Regions from separate parts of the Sus scrofa genome. Here all the other regions are linked to region 1. A link is a contact called in public HiChIP or PLAC-seq data. All regions are on one chromosome and are shown on one strand. Each heading gives the region's core, a stretch centred on a gene start, on an enhancer-like site or on the middle of the called end of the contact. The rest is flanking DNA. Distances are from core to core; before and after follow the strand shown. Region 1 holds the start of ANAPC15 (anaphase-promoting complex subunit 15). Region 2 overlaps NUMA1 (nuclear mitotic apparatus protein 1). Region 3 holds the start of INPPL1 (inositol polyphosphate phosphatase like 1).

Region 1 (5,018 bases), core at 1,740-4,239:
GTAATACTCTTAAAGGTCATAGCCTAGGAATATGCATATTTCAGGCTGTAGGCAGCATTCCTTTGCACAAGGTGTCGAACCGGGGTGATTAAGCACAAGTGACAGAGGACCCAAGGCTAAAGTTAGGTTAGGATAAAAGGAATAGATCTCACATGAATCAGACTGGTTCTTCCCTGTGACAGTCCCCCCCTTTCTTTCTTTTTGGGCTGCGCCGGTGGCCTAGGGAGGTTCCTGGGCCAAGGACCAAACGGCAACAGCAGTGACCCGAGCCGCCGCATGAACAATGCCAGATCCTTAACCCCTGCCCCACGAGAGAACTCCCCATTCCGCTTCCACACTTGGCTTCCAGGACACAACTCAGCTGACCTGGGTTCATGCTCATCTTTTTGGTCCTCCTTCCCAGTCTAGTTTGCCCCTCTCCCTAGTTTCCTCTGATTTTTGGGGGGTTGTTTTTGGTTTTTGTCTTTGGAGGGCCACACCCATGGCGTATGGAAGGTCCCAGGCTAGGAGGTGAATCAGAGCGGGAGCTGCCGGCCTACACCACAGCCACAGCAATGCCAGATCCTTAACCCACCGAGCGAGGCCAGGGATCGAACCCATGTCCTCATGGATGCTCGTCGAGTTTGTTTTTGGTGAGCCATGATGGGAGCTCCAAATTCTGATTGTTGAAGGAAATGGCTTTCCTTCGATGCTCACTCCTCTGGTGTCTCATCCAGTCTCATGGCTTTAAACACTGTATGCTGACTCCCGCATCAGCATTTCCAGGCTTGATCTCTCCCTTGACCTTCAGACCTATATGCCTTTCTGTTCCCAACATCCTTACTCTCACGGAATTCGCAAACTCACCCACCCACTGAACCAGCACCTCCTCTGTCTTTCCAACTGATCTCCCTGCTCCCACCGCTGTCCCCGCTCAAGTTTTCTTCATAAAACTGCCAGAGTAACTCTGCTAAAATGTAAATCAGATTGTGTGGCTCCTCTGCTCAGAACCCTTCACAGGGCGTTCCCACTGTGGCTCAGCAGGTTAAGAACCCAGCTAGGGAGTTCCCGTCGTGGTGGCAGAGTGGAAACGAATCTGACTGGGAACCATGAGGTTGCAGGTTCGATCCCTGGCCTCGCTCAGTGGGTTAAGGATCTGGCGTTGCTGTGAGCTGTGGTGTAGGTCACAGATTCGGCTTGGATCTGGCATGGCTGTGGCTGTGGCACAGGCCGGCAGCTGTAGCTCTGATCTGACCCCTAGCCTGGAGACCTCCATATGCCACAGGTATGGCCCTTAAAAAAAAAAAAAAAAAAAAAAAGAAAGAAAGAAAGAACCTGATGAGTCGACTAGCATCCATGAGGACAAAGGGTTTGATCCCTGGCCTCGCACAGCGGGTTAAGGATCCGGCATTGCTGCAAGCTGCAGTGTAGGATCTGATGTGGCTGTGGCTGTGGTGTAGGCCAGCAGCCACAGCTCTGATTCAACCTGTACCCTGGGAACCTCCATATGCCTCAGGTGTGGCTCTAAAAAACAAACAAACAAACACCACCACCCTTCACAAGATCCTCGACATCGGGTAAAGGCCAAGGTCCTTATTTTGATCTGCAAACCTGTCTGGCTCCTGTCTCTGCCCCCTTCTTTTCCCACTCTCCCCGTAGAACGCTATGGTCTAGCCATTCTAGGCCTTTTGCACTTGCTGTTTTCTGAGGCTCTTCCCAGAGTATCAGAACAGTGCCCCTCTTTTTTTCTTCCAATCTTTTACTCAAAGTCACCTTCCCAGTAAGGTCTTCCTTGGCCCCCCCCAAAATAAAATAAAACATCTTTCCTGCCAATATTTTATTCCCACTTCCCTGATTCTTTTCCTCCTTAGTATTTACTGCCGTCTTAAAACTATATATTTTAATTTCCTGTCTTCTCTCTCTCTCATTGAAATGGAAGTACTGTGAGGAGTTTTTTGGTTTGTTTTGTTCACTATTGTGTACACTTTATTAGAGTAGCGGCAGGCATACAGTAAGGTATTCAGCAGGTATGGGTTGAATGAATGAAATGAATGAATGAAATTGTGGACACTTGCAACAGGCAAGTTTTACTCTTAATGAAAAAGCTGTAACAACCAGAGCTGCTCAGCAACAGTGACAGCTGACATGCACAGTACACTACCTCTTAACACGTGTTATCTCAAATCTTCACATTAGTCTGAAGGCTGGGCAGAGATGATGACGCTGGTTGAAGAGGAAACTGAGTCCTGATAAGGCGACAGAGCTTATGAAGGGTCACCCAGCAGGTTGGGGGAAGAGTGGAACTGTGGAACTGGAAAGACTCTGGGAGTTCCCGTCGTGGCGCAGCGGAAACGAATCCGACTAGGAACCATAAGGTTGCGGGTTTGATCCCTGACCTCGCTCAGTGGGTTAAGGATCTGGCGTTGCCATGAACTGTAGTGTAGGTCGCAGAAGCGGCTTGGATCTGGCGTTACTGTGGCTCTGGCGTAGGCCGGTGGCTACAGCTCCGATTAGACCCCTAGCCTGGGAAGCTCCATATGCCGTGGGTGTGGCCCTAAAAAGACAAAAGGCAAAAAAAAAAAAGAGACAGAGTCTTGGGGGTGATGGAATTTAACAAGGGTTAGATTTGAAGGACTTTGCTGCTTGAAGGCATCAGCAGGTCTGAAGGGCATGCTCACTGGGAAGCTGAGTCAGAAGTCTCTACAGAACAGAAGGTGGGAGTGATGTGCCAGGGCTGACCACTAAACATATTTGGCCCAGGCCTGGAGAGGGCAGCTGAATGTCTCAGTAGCAGAATGCTGACCCTAAGATTGAGTAATCACTCAGTCCCTTACAAAATCTCCAATGCAGAACTGGACAGGCAATCTTTTGTTTTTGCTTTTTAGGGCCACTGATGCAGAGCAAAGTTCCCAGGCTAGGGGTAAGATGGGAGCTACCAATGCCAGCCTACAGCACAGCCACAGCAATGCAGGATCCCAGCTCACCACAGCTCACAGTAACACCAGATCCTTCACCCACTGAGCGAGGGCAGGGATCCAACGCGAATCCTCATGGATACTAGCTGGGTTCACTTCCACTGAGCCATAATGGGAACTCCTTGGACAGGCAATCTTAAGGGAATGGTGAGTCCACTACAGGGCTGCAGACTACAGACTAACTGCAGAGGTCTTTGAGGGAAGAGACCATGTTCCTAGATTTATCTCCAGCTTCCAGGAGGGCCTGGAATATTGAATATAATAGGGACTCAAGTATTTCTGGTGAAGGCATACGTGTATGAATGTATGCGCCCAACAGGAAACTGAGGGCGAGAGCAGCTAGACAGGTGGGGGATAAAACCACTTAGCGACTCCGGGGTAGAAGCGGACTAAATTTCTTGGGACGCAGCCGGAAAATGTGCCATTCCTAACGCTGGAGGCCGCCAGCTGTTTTTCATGAAGTTTTGCATTGCAAATACCGCCTGAAGCCAGACGGGGCGGGGCCGAGACGAAGAAGCCGATTGGCTGAGGCTGAAGGCGGGGCCATGCAGCGGCTCGCCAAAGGTCGGCCCAACACGTGACTAACGTGTGAGCGTCACTTCCCGTCTGGTGGGCGGGAGAGAGAAAACAAAAGAAGACCAAAGACGCATGCGTGCGGTGTGTCCCGAGTTCTGGCGGGTTCTTCCGCTCTGGCAAAGAGAAGTGCTTCCGGGTTGCCGCCGGCTGCCGCCTCCCGGCGCGGTAAGTACAGAAGGAAGGCTGCGGCTGCTGTCTCCTTACCCCTTCTTTCCTCCCTCCTCCAGAGAAACTCTGTTCACCGCACCCACCTCCTCAGGAGCTCGCTGTTCACACTCCCGTTAACATTAAAGAGCTCCAGCTCATTGGCCGCTTTCTCGCGGTTAAGCCCCACCCCGTCACACCGATCCGCCACTCATTGGTGTCACTTCCTGTCACTCAACAGTTCTTCCAGGTCACGGGGTTTCTTCAATTTAGTGATTAACCCTATAGGTGCAAATACCTGGTCGAATCCCGCCCCTGTCTTCTCCCTGTTGGTCAACTCCGCGGTTATTATCATAACAAACAAAGAATGGCTGGTAGTTTGGCGGCGAGGGTTTGGGTTTAAGGAGCCGAGCTCTCTGGCCCTTTGGTACCTGAGGAACGGGAGCGTGGGTTCCGTGGGCCGTGTTAAAGGGGCCGGGCAGCCGAGGTCCACGGAGGGGCAGCGGCTGGCCCCGGATCAGTCAAATAACTTAGGGCAAAAGCAGAATTAGACGTAGGTCCTTTTCTCCTGGTCATGTCTAGTGTCCGGCCTGGATCTCCCCAAAAAGTTCTATGCCCCAAATCACTGGGACCTAAAGCTGGTTGTTGGCCTGTCACTGGGCCTAAGTTTTCCTGTGAGCTGAAAGGTTCTAATTCAGATTCTCTGGGACCTTCCTGGTCAGCCCTCCCAGCTGCTTAATCTGAGCTGAATTTACTTGTTCTCTCGCTCAGATGCTAGTTTATCCGTTTGATCTTCCACCTACTTATTTATCCATTACTCAGGCATTTAGAATGTCTTGCTGAGCTATACCACCATTCGGCTGTGGTTTAGGAGGTGGTTAGTGTCCTACATTTCTGACACTGGATGGGTATGGCGTGGAACATCAGAGAGGAGCAGAAAGTAGGTCTCTGTCTGGAGGAGGTAAAGATCAAGCAGAGCTCTGCCATCTTCGATTCTGTAGAATTTTGTGATGCCAGTCTGCATTCTGGATTCCTCCACATGTGGCTTCCATTCTCCTCCCTCCTTTGAACAGCCTATAAATACTGTAAGTACTTTCTAGTAAAGACTTAGTTATCAGAATAACTGTGAAGGTGGTATGATCATTATCGTCCCTGTCTTACAGAGGATGGTGTCTGAGGCTCAGAGAGGTTAAGTGACGTAGCCAAGGTCAAACAGCTAGTAGTGGAGCCAGCATTCAAACCGAGGTCTGTCTGATTCCCTCAAGGAGAGGCTTTTTTCTTGCTACCTTCCCAAAGGCACCCCATCCCCAAATCAAACTAACCAAATGACGGTCAAAAACCAAA
Region 2 (5,096 bases), core at 1,081-3,580, 78 kb after region 1:
GCGGCTCTGATCCCGCATTGCTGTGGCTGTGGTATAGTCTGGCAGCTGTAGCTCCCATTAGACCCCTAGCCTGGGAACCTCTATACACCGAAGGAGCAGCCATATAAAGGACAAAAAGACCAAAAAAAAAAAAAAAAAAAAAAAAAAAAAGTACATCTAGGCAGCTAACATCAATGGCCAGCGAAAGCATTAGGCTGGCAATACCTGACCTACAGTTTAATTTCAGCATCTCTAAAGGAGATGCAGCCAGATGCAACATGCCTTGTAATGTGCAATACGGTGCAGCATGGTTTCTTTGGACTTAGGAATGGATCAAGGAGCTTTTGCTTTTGAGAAGATCCATTTCTTTGAGCTGATGACATGAACAGTAGGTATGTTCAGGGGTGAGGCCCTGTCCGTGTTTAGCTCCTGTGGTACAGCCCCGTGGGACATTTTCATCGGGAGGGCCGCAATTCAAGATACCCACCTTCCTAGTTCTCACAGGTGTCGCCTGAGCTGTAGACTGGAAGAGATGGGTGGGGGCGGGGGAGGGGGTGTTCTGAGGGCAGGGCCGGTGAAACCCTGGGTTAATGCTGAGGTCCACCTCAGATCCAGGACAGCGAGACCGCTTTCCTCTGGGAAAGCAGACCTTCTTGGCGGATGTGTAAGGGCCGATTCATTTCTGGTGTTCTTCCTGTGGCTAAGCAAAATCAGATCCCGGTTCTGCGGGGAAGGCAGTGGAGGGTGGCAGGGTGGGTGGTAGGTAGAAGCTGTGGGACTTGATCAAGAGCTGTACCTTTGCCACTTGGCCTTCTATCTGGGGACACTCAGCAGAGAGAAAACCCTCTGTTTTTCTGTGTGACTAGGCTGAAACAAACTAAAAGCCTGTCTCTTTTTTTTTTTTTTTTTTTTTTTTGCCACTCGTGAGTTCCCTGGCCAGGTATCAGATCCAAGCCACATTCGAGACTCAAACTGCAGCTATGGCAATGCTGGATCCTTAACCCACTGTGCTGGGCTGGGGATCAAACCTGCGTCCCAGCACTCCCAAGACACTGCCGATCCCATTGCACCACAGTGGGAACTCTCTGCCCAGTCTTTTTGATACCTGTGAGGTTTGCATAGCAAAGTTTAGTGGGGGTGTTTTTTCCAGAAAATGTGAGACCCTGACATTTGTCTTACTGATGTTGACCTCCTCTCTTCCCAGTAAACAGCATCCTTTGTTAGTCAGTCTGTGTGTAATTGGGACCTGCTATACTCCTAGCTTTCAGCTCATGCAAAGTGGTCTGTTAAAATGATGCACTTGTGGGAGTCCCATTGTGGCCTAGTAGAAACTAACCTGCCTAGTACCCGTGAGGCTGCAGGTTTGAGCCCTGACCCTACTCAGTGGGTTAAGGATCTGGTGTTGCCATGGCCATGAGCTGCAGTGTAGGTTGCAGACATGGTTCAGATCTGGCATTGCTGTGGCTGTGGTGTAGGCTGATGCTGCAGCTCCAGTTAGACCCCTAGCCTGGGAGCTTCCCTGTGCTGCGGGTGGCCCTAAAAAGAACCCCATGAGTGTCATGGTGTCATAGGAGTTCCTGAGAATGAAAGCACTCAGAGACTCAGCGCAGGCCTGAAGGATGGGCTGGGTTCCTCCGGGACCCCATTTTCTAAAACATCCACGCAGCTACACTTATCCCAAGGGCTTGGGTAGGGGGTTTAGTGGTCAGATAAGTTTAGGAAGTAATGCATGTTGTATCTTCTTCTTTGGAAAATGTTTGGTTTGGGTTAACCCAGTATTTCTCCAACATTTAACCCAAGAACGCTTTGTTTTTATTTGAGGTAAATAAATCACTGCTCTCTGCAAGGCACGGATCCACAGCGTTCCTGGTTAGGTTGGGTAGGGAAGATGGCTCTTTCAGGAGTCTGTGAGGAGACGAGTCTCCTTGTAGGAGACTTGGTAGGAGTCCCTAATCACAGACCAGCTGCCCAGAATGCTTCCTGGGCGGCGGGGGTGGGGGGCGTGGTGGGGGTGGTTCACCCGGAGCAAGCCTTTGTAATCACGTGGGATCGGAGGGAACGCCTCTGAAGGCCTTGGCTGGGGTGCCTCTTGTGCTTTGCAGGATGTCTGGCTCTGGAGGAGTCTAGAGTCTGCCCTGCCTTCCCCTCTAGGAAGGTGATTGAGGCCTGGAGTTTGGGCTTCTGAGGAACAGAGGGCCTTTTAATCAGGATCTTAAGCTGTAGCCTAGAGAGAGAAGTCAGCTTTCTAGCTTGGAGAGAAGGTCATCGCCCAGGAAAATGAAACTGCACTTGGCCTGAGCGGCGGGGGCGGGGCTGTGAGAGCTCCCCCTGCTGCTTCCCGCCCTCATTGCTCTCTGCACTTGGCGTCCTGCCACGTCAACTGGCGAGCCCTGCGAGGCCACAGATTAAGAGCGACTGCTGCGTGGCCTGGCCTCTCAGAGGCTTTTGCCACCTGGGCCTTCAGCCTTGCGTGTGTTGACCTTTGCCCTGTCCCTGGAGGGCCTCGCTCCTTCCTGCTCATTGTGCTTGGACCCCCTTTCCCTTCCCGGGGTCCTCTTCGCTCCGGCTCCAGCCACCTTCCCAGGCCTCCTGTCCTTTTATACTTGAGCCGTTCTGGCCTAGCGTCCCAGTCCTCTGTGCTGCTTCCATCCCCACTCAAGCCCCTTCCCACCGAGCTTTTTGATCTTTAGAGGGGCTGGGAGAGTGCCACCTTTTCCAGGAGGACCTCAGGCCTCAGGTCCCCGCTTCTCGCCCAGCACGGTTCCTTCTTGGCTGGACGGTATCTTGGTATCTTCTGCCTGCCTCCACCGTCTGGTCTGGTGCCCCCCGCAGACCCAGCACAGATCCAGCCTGCAGGGACGGGAGGGCAGCATGTCACGCACTAGCAAGGCGGGAGGGGTGCTGAGCGCTCTGTCTCACCTACTTGCTCTTTTCCAGCCGTGGCGCTGACAGAGGACAGCAAATCCTGCAGCAGCCGGTGCCAGAGAGACTGGAATTTGTGTGCAGTTTTCTGCAGAGTAAGCACCTTTCTTGTCCAGCTGGGATGGAACTGCCGCCTCAGCTCCTGGAAACCAGGAGTCCAGGAGAACCAGGGCCCAGTGTCTGGAGGAGCAAGGCTTGAGGCTGCCTGCTCTGTGCCACAGGGATGCGTTCAGCCTGGCAGCTTCCCATCTGGTGATGCCTGCACCAGGCGGGGAAGTGTCCCTGCAGGCTGGGGCCCATGTCCGGGGGTCCAGGTAGAGCCAGAGGGTCGGTCTTGGGGCCTCATCGCCTTGGGCCCCCCGAACTCCCCCAAAGGAGACAGAAGGATCCATGCTACCCTCTTCCCCTGCAGGGAGAGCATTTACCCCAGAGCGCGTTGAAAGGCTTGTCTGGGTGGTGGGAAAAGGGGAACAGGCAGGTGGAGGTTGGCGGTCTTGGCCCTTCTGCTCCACTGCTTGTGTGACCTTTTTGGACATGGGTTCCTTGCCTTTCAGTGAAGATGGTAATAGCTGCTCTTAGGTTAACGGGTAGAGCTTCTAGCCCCGAGCTCCCCTTGTCCAGCTGTGACAGTCCTCATCTTTGACACCGGAGCCATCTGCTGTCTCCACCTCGAGAGAAGTAGAAGAAAGGTGACAGTGGATTTCGATAAAGCAGGGTGTTGGTAATTGAGCCCAGCCCCCCCTGGCAGCAGTGTCCCCATCGCTAGTCTGATGCAGCTGCAGGCGGCTTCCTCTGTGATCTCTAGAGTGAGACTCTAGAGTGACCTGGAATCTCTGGACTCCTCCCCTCTGGTGCTGAGTGGGAGCTGGCGCGTGGGTAGGTGCGTGCAGTGTCAGGCCCCGAGCTGCTGTGAATGCCCAGCCAGCCTCCTCCTTCATCTGTCCCTGTAGTCCTTGGACTGACCCAGCATAGAACTCACTGCAGCTGGAAATGTGTATGTCGGGGGTGCTAGGACCTAGGAATAAGGAGCCCCGTGTCTCCCGGCCCCACCAGAGACAGCCCTTTGGCTGCTCCTCTGACTCTGAGGGGTTCTCATAGTCTCAGACATGGGCCCCAGGAAGTTCACCTTGTTTTCTGCACTGTGGTCACTACAGAAAACCGGAAGCATCCCTCTTCTCCAGAATGCCTGGTGTCAGTGCAGAAGGTGATGGAGGGGTCAGAGCTGGAACTGGCCAAGGTACGTGTGGACTACCAGACTGCCGGGGGTGGGAGGGTGGCACCAGAGGGGCCTGCAGGGCCTCCTCTTAACCCAGAAGAAGTGGGGGCTTTGTTTCTGGGCCTCGTGGAGGCTGGAGTCAAGTCCAGGCAGCCACCTCGCTGAGGCAGAAGCTGATGCAGCCAAGGCTCCTAGGAGCCCATCCTTGGGACAGAGAGACTTACTCAGCCACTATTATGGCACGTGGAGACCTGGCAGAGATCAGCCTCACCCACTGACAGCATATTTTTCTTTTTAGCCCAGTCCGTTTCATTCCCCTTTCTGCTTCTGTGTGCTGGTCTGTAATGACGCCTTAAGCTTCATACCCAGGGGTCTGGGAGTCCAGGAATTGAGTTGTGCAAGAAGTCTGGCACCCAGCTTTTTGCTCAGTGAGCATTGATCAAGGGTTTCCTGGTGCAGTTCAGGGCAGTGGCCTGGGATGCTGAATTCTGGGAGCTTCGGAAAGGTCCCTAGAACAGAGAGGCAGCTCTGCTCAGTGACTGTGTCCTGTTTGGCTTCTAGGTGATCATGCTGCTCTTATACCATTCCTCCATAAGCTCCCAAAGCCCGAGGGACTGGGACCAGTTTGAACACAAGATCCAGGTACGCCCTCCGGCCTCCACCCCTGCAGCAGGCCTAGCCTGTGCTTCACCTCACCCCATTGGTTTTTCTTAAAACAGCATATGTTGTTCTTTTAAAAAATTAGGCTGTAGTAGTTACAGCCATTCATTATAGAGAGTCTGGAAAATGTTGAAAAGCACCAAGAAGGCAGTGACGGTTGTCAGTAACCTCTTCTCAGCGCTCTTTTCCCTGCACCCGCACCTGAAGTGGGTTCGGATGGTAGATGGGGGTTGTTCGGTCTTCATGGATGTGTTCCTGTGGTTTGCACCAGCGGCCGCTCCGTTCATTCCCGGTTCCTCTAGTGGGAAAGATGAGTGAG
Region 3 (4,800 bases), core at 1,769-4,268, 100 kb before region 1:
GAGCTCCTACCTGCACAGCCAGGAAGTCTTCTCCATCAGGTAGAATCCGATACGTGTGCACGTGCTTCTGATACCTGATGGCAAAGCAGGGGAGCAGAATCTGTCACCCCCCAGGCTGGGGTCTGAGTGCCAAGGCACCCCCCCTTCCTACCAACAGGCTCAGCTCCCAGCCCCTGCAGCATGGTTTCCCTAAAACCGTTTGCCCAGGCTGCACAGGGTTAATGATGGGGCCGGTCTACCCTCTCCTGCTGGTGCCAAGCAAAGCAGAACTGTCCAGAACCCCCCCGCCCTCCGCAACCCAGACCTACATAGGCTCCCCACACACCGCAGGGCCCGGGAGGCAACAGGCAGCTCTTTTGTGGCTTCTACAGCTGTCTAAACAGCCCCTCTGGGCTGCTGTACCAGTCTGGGCCCCCCGCCAGAGTAAGAGTCCTCAGACGCCTGGGTAGCCCGTCCGTGTGCAGGTGTGACGTGCCAGCCCACGTGTGCGCCTGCCGCCTGTGTGTATGTTGGTGTCTGGCTTGGCTGCAGCTGGCCTGTTGGGCAGTTTTGCTGCCGGGTGTGTGGCCATCACCGAGGCCTTCTCCCCGCTTCCCCAGATACCAGGAAGCAGGGGCGACCCTCTGCAGGATTCCTGGGCCTCTAGGAGCCCCAAGCTAAGGAGGGGCAAGAGAGGTGCTGACAGATGGCACCAACAGCTGAGCAGGTGACAGCTGAGCCCGGCCTGGGTGGTACCGGCTGCACCCTGTGCGGGTGGAGGATCCTTGTGCAGCCGCACCTCAGGGCAGGCGTGCTCCACGGTGCCCTGGGCCCGTGTGTGCTGGCAGGGGGCAGTACTGGCACCAGAGGGCCCAGATGCCACTCTGAGATGCCCAGAGTCCTCTCCCCTCAGGTAAGCCCCGCTCAGAGGCTCTCCTGACGCCAAATGGGCACAAGCTGTGTGGGCGTCTGTGTGTGACTATGTGTGTTGGTTTGTGGACTGTGGGTCTGTGTTTCCAACAGTAACAGCAGCCCATTAACTGAGCTGTCTCTGTGACAAGCCAAGTACTCAGCATCCTACAGATGGGATCTCATTTAATCCTTACGTGTTAAGGCAGAGGTTATTATTATTCCCATTCTCCAGAAGAAAAAACTGAGGCTCAGAGATGAAAAGATATTTGCTTAAGATCACAGAGCAAGTTAAAGGCAGAGCTGGGATTCAAGGTCGGGACAGAGGCCGGGGCCTGAATCCTGGCCTGCTGCTTGGCCTGTCGGTGCCTGCTGGGACAGGGCTGTTCCTGAAGGTTCTCTGTACATGTGGGTGTTACATACAGGTAAGCAAGTTTGGTTCTGATCACCCACCCCAGGCTCCTGCGATGCGAGGCGTAACCGGACTCAGCAAGGAAAGCCAAAGCCCAAAAGGACAGACCCCACCCCACCCATCCCCTCTCCGGGCAGCGGAGCCAAGATCTTCCCCTCCTGGGACAATAATGCTGCTCATCCCGACACAGGCCCAGCTGTCCCCTCCCACTCAACAGCTGACCCAGCACCTGCCTCCCCCCCCCAATTAGGGGGTGTGCCACGGGGCGGCTGGGATGCAGGACTCTGGATATTCATCTGCCTAATAAGCTGTCCCTGTTCGGTCTTCCCTGTTGGGCCTCAGACATGGGACATAAGCTGAGACTCAGGGGACTCCTTCTTCTTCAGGTCCACCGCCCAGGCCAGGGTTTCTCAACCTCAGCCCCACTGACACTTTGGAGCACGTGATCCTTTGTCGTGAGGGGCTGTCCTGTGTGTGATCGGAGGTTTAGCAGCGCTCCTGGCTTCTACCCAAGAGAAGCCAGCAGCACAGTCCCAGGTGTGACAACCCAAAGTGTCTCCAGACGTGACCAGATATCCTCTGAGGAGGAAACTCAACCCCAAGTGAGAACCGCTGGCCCAGGCCAGGGCACCCCCAAAGATGTGAGAACAGAGGGGGAAAGGCCACAGGAGTGGGGACTTGGGAAGGCTCACCGGCCTAAGAAGAACCATAACTGGATCTAAACAAAGCAGCCCCACAGCTTCCCACTCACCTGCTTCCACTCCGGAGCCTACCCGAGCCCTCCCAGTGCCACATCTCGAGGCCCAAGAGGGCAGCTCAGGCAGAACAGTCCAAAACTGAAAATGCACAAACTCACCCAGCACCGCTGCCGCACAAACACAAAACCAGGCCCACTCAGAGAGCGGGCCAAGCCTAGCCCCTCGCTGGGCACCCATAGCTCAGGGACAGGGCAGCGGATCCCAGAGCCAGCCCCGGGCACACTCACTCACTGATTCATAAAACAGTGACTCCGCAGACACAGCTCCCCCCCTTCTTGTCAACACCACCCTGCCCCCCAGCCCCAGATGAGACAGCCAAGCAAGCCCAGCCTCAGTCCTGCGGGCACAGAAAGGCCCCCTAAGGAAGCTGCTGGGCAACTCCACACCCCCGGGGTTCATGGGGCCCTGACTGCCACTCAGACGTCCAACCCCTATACAAAGTAAAGTGCACAGAACCGTGGAAAGCACATCGGCACCAGTGCCTGGAGGGCGGCTGAGGGGGTCGTCCAGAGACTCCCTGCATTTGCCCCAGAACGGCCACCCTGAGCAGCGGGACCCCCCATGCCGGCCCTCCGTGCCCCAGCAAGTGCGCTCAGACACACAGCAGGAAGGAAGCGATCCCTGCATCCTTCCTCGGGCCCAGCAGAAGGCCAGGCCCCCGCTCTGGAGGGTGCTGGCGGCCCACGGTCCCGGGCCCGCCCCACACCACCCCACGAAGCCCAGGCCGTGCCCGCGCCCGCCCGCCCGCCGGCGGCCCCACTCACAGGACGCAGAGCGCGAAGGCTCCTGCCACGCTCTCGCTGTCTCGGACCAGGAAGCTGCCATCGCGGCCTGCCCGGGCCAGCAGCTCCTCGGCGGCGGCCCGGCTCAGGTCGCGGTGGTACCAGGCGGGGGCCGGGCTGCCCAGCGCGGCCCCCGGGCCCGCTCCCCCGGGCCCGGCGCCCCGCACGCGGAGGCCATGGCCCGCGCAGGGCTCAGCGCCGCCCGCGCCCGCCGCCCCGCGCCATTCGCCCCAGGACGCTCGGGGCCGAGGCTGGGGCCGGGCCCGGGGCCCGGGCCTGAGGATCCGCTGGCGGGATCGAGCCGGGGATCGCGGCTCCGCGCTCCGCCGCGCTGGACGCCGGGTTTGCCGCGCAGCCGCCGCCGCCGCCGCCGCCAGCAGCGCCGGCCTCAACTTGAAGAGAAAGAAAAGTTTGTTCAGAGGCGGCGGGGGAGGGGCAGGCGTGCAGCGCGGGGCCCGGCGGCCCGCCCCCGCCCCCGCCGCTCGGCCCGCCCCTGCCCCCACCCCCCGAGGAGTCGCCCTCCGCACGCCCGCGGGACCCCCTAAGCCCCAGGGCAAGCCAGCCTCCCGCACCCCACAACGATCCTGCCCCGCCGTCATCACCCGGAGGAGATCCGGCCCCTCACACCGCCCCCACCCCATCGAAGCCCCAGTCCCCCATCCTGCGCCCTGACACTTCGGGATCCCGACCCCATCCTCCTCCCTTCAATAGTCGCAAAGATACGACCCCCAACTCTCATAAACGTCTGATTTCACCCAAAGCCTTTCCATTCGTCCCCTCCCCCCCAGACTCGTAGGGTCGAGTTACCAAAATCCGCAAAGTATCTCATGATGAACCTCCTCCCGTTCCTCTCCCCATCACCCCCAACTCCGGGGAAATCCGGCCCCCTTCTTAGACCTGAACCTCCAAACCACACTGGGTCCAAATCCCGCGAGGGGATCCCCCACGAACCCCCAGACGGGGTCCAGTGTCCGAATCCCCATGCACCCTCCCGGCAGCCCCTCTCAGTCCGGCCAGGGCCCTTCCCCCTCTCGGCCAAGTTCCCTGGCACCATCCCCCATCCCCGCAGGCCCCGGCCTTGAGGGGTTCAGCACTCCGAGACCAGGCTTCCCCTGGCCCATCTAGAAGAAAGTTCCCTCAACGCCCCGGGCTCCCGACCTCTCCCCAGAGCCGCGGCCGCCCAGCCCGGACCCCCACCTCCTGCGCTGTACCGCTGCCCCCTTCCCCAGGGAAGCGGCCCTGGACTCTCCGCGGCCACTTAAGATGGCCATCCTCCGCCGCCGCACCCCCCTCGCCTTCCGCCCCGCCCGCCGCTCCGCCCCCGCCGCTCTCCGCGGAGCTGGGGGCAGCACCCGCGCCCCGCCTTGCTGGGCCCCGCGCCTAGATCCCAGAGCCGCGGATCGGCCCATTGACCTCGGCTAAGTCTCGGCGCCTCCGGGAGCGTCGCCTTCCCGCTCCGTAAAATGGGGGTAACGTTATGAGGGCAGACTCCTTGGGACTGTGCTTGTAAAGCTCTCGGCACGCGGCCTGGCATCCAGCGGGCGCTCTCAAACGGCGGCTATTTTTATTATTAATTAAGGAGCAACGAAGGTGACAGCTGTGTAAACTGTAAAGCGCTGCAGCAGAACCGACGGGTATTATTAGCACTCGCCCCCGCCCCAGCTACTCGCTCCAAGTCAACAAACTTGAGCCTTTGTGGGCGGGACGCGGAGCCGGGAGCGCCCAGGACCGGTTTCGCTCCGACACCCCGGGGCCACTTCCCCTCCCACCCCGGGCCGCCCGGAAAGGGGGCGGGGCTCTTAGCGGGGCCTGGCCCGCCCCTTCCCCAAAAAAGACCTAGCCGGTGGCGGCGTCTCCTGGGAGTCCGCTTCCTGCCCCGCCTCCCCGCCCCCTGGCTCCTTAAAGGCGCAGGCCGCCAGCCTCGCTGCCACCGCTGCCAACGCCTAGGCCGCGGTCGGAG

The links. HiChIP or PLAC-seq counts read pairs in DNA pulled down with a chosen protein or histone mark.
Region 2: an H3K27ac HiChIP or PLAC-seq map of alveolar macrophages shows a contact between it and region 1. The contact joins the enhancer-like site here to the promoter of ANAPC15 in region 1. A contact is called at or near these places in 1 of 5 promoter capture datasets (fetal skeletal muscle), 12 of 47 Hi-C or Micro-C datasets (alveolar macrophages, embryonic fibroblasts, epiblast stem cells and 7 more) and 2 of 2 datasets of contacts at active chromatin or transcription factors (alveolar macrophages and skeletal muscle).
Region 3: a contact with region 1 is called in an H3K27ac HiChIP or PLAC-seq map of alveolar macrophages. The contact joins the promoter of INPPL1 here to the promoter of ANAPC15 in region 1. A contact is called at or near these places in 1 of 5 promoter capture datasets (liver), 7 of 47 Hi-C or Micro-C datasets (embryonic fibroblasts, epiblast stem cells, heart right ventricle and 3 more) and 2 of 2 datasets of contacts at active chromatin or transcription factors (alveolar macrophages and skeletal muscle).

The regions. Positions count from the first base shown.
Region 1 is chr9:6,687,884-6,692,901 of Sscrofa11.1, reverse strand. ANAPC15 (anaphase-promoting complex subunit 15) reads left to right here and starts at 2,989. Exons shown (of 5, transcript XM_013999278.2): 1 at 2,989-3,695; 2 at 4,676-4,759. The coding sequence starts at 3,603.
Region 2 is chr9:6,609,080-6,614,175 of Sscrofa11.1, reverse strand. NUMA1 (nuclear mitotic apparatus protein 1) reads left to right here. Exons shown (of 26, transcript XM_005653665.3): 4 at 2,917-2,996; 5 at 4,056-4,138; 6 at 4,679-4,759. Among named protein-coding and RNA genes, the nearest start is that of IL18BP, 25 kb to the right of the region's middle. Within about 2 kb of position 2,330, at least 30 of the 83 cell types and tissues checked have an H3K27ac peak or open chromatin away from gene starts, as enhancers often do. A contact at or near this core is called in alveolar macrophages, fetal skeletal muscle, liver and 2 more, where this site is marked.
Region 3 is chr9:6,792,189-6,796,988 of Sscrofa11.1, reverse strand. It overlaps INPPL1 (inositol polyphosphate phosphatase like 1), which reads right to left and starts at 3,018. Exons shown (of 32, transcript NM_001190279.1): 1 at 2,987-3,018; 2 at 2,823-2,984; 3 at 11-74. The coding sequence starts at 3,018.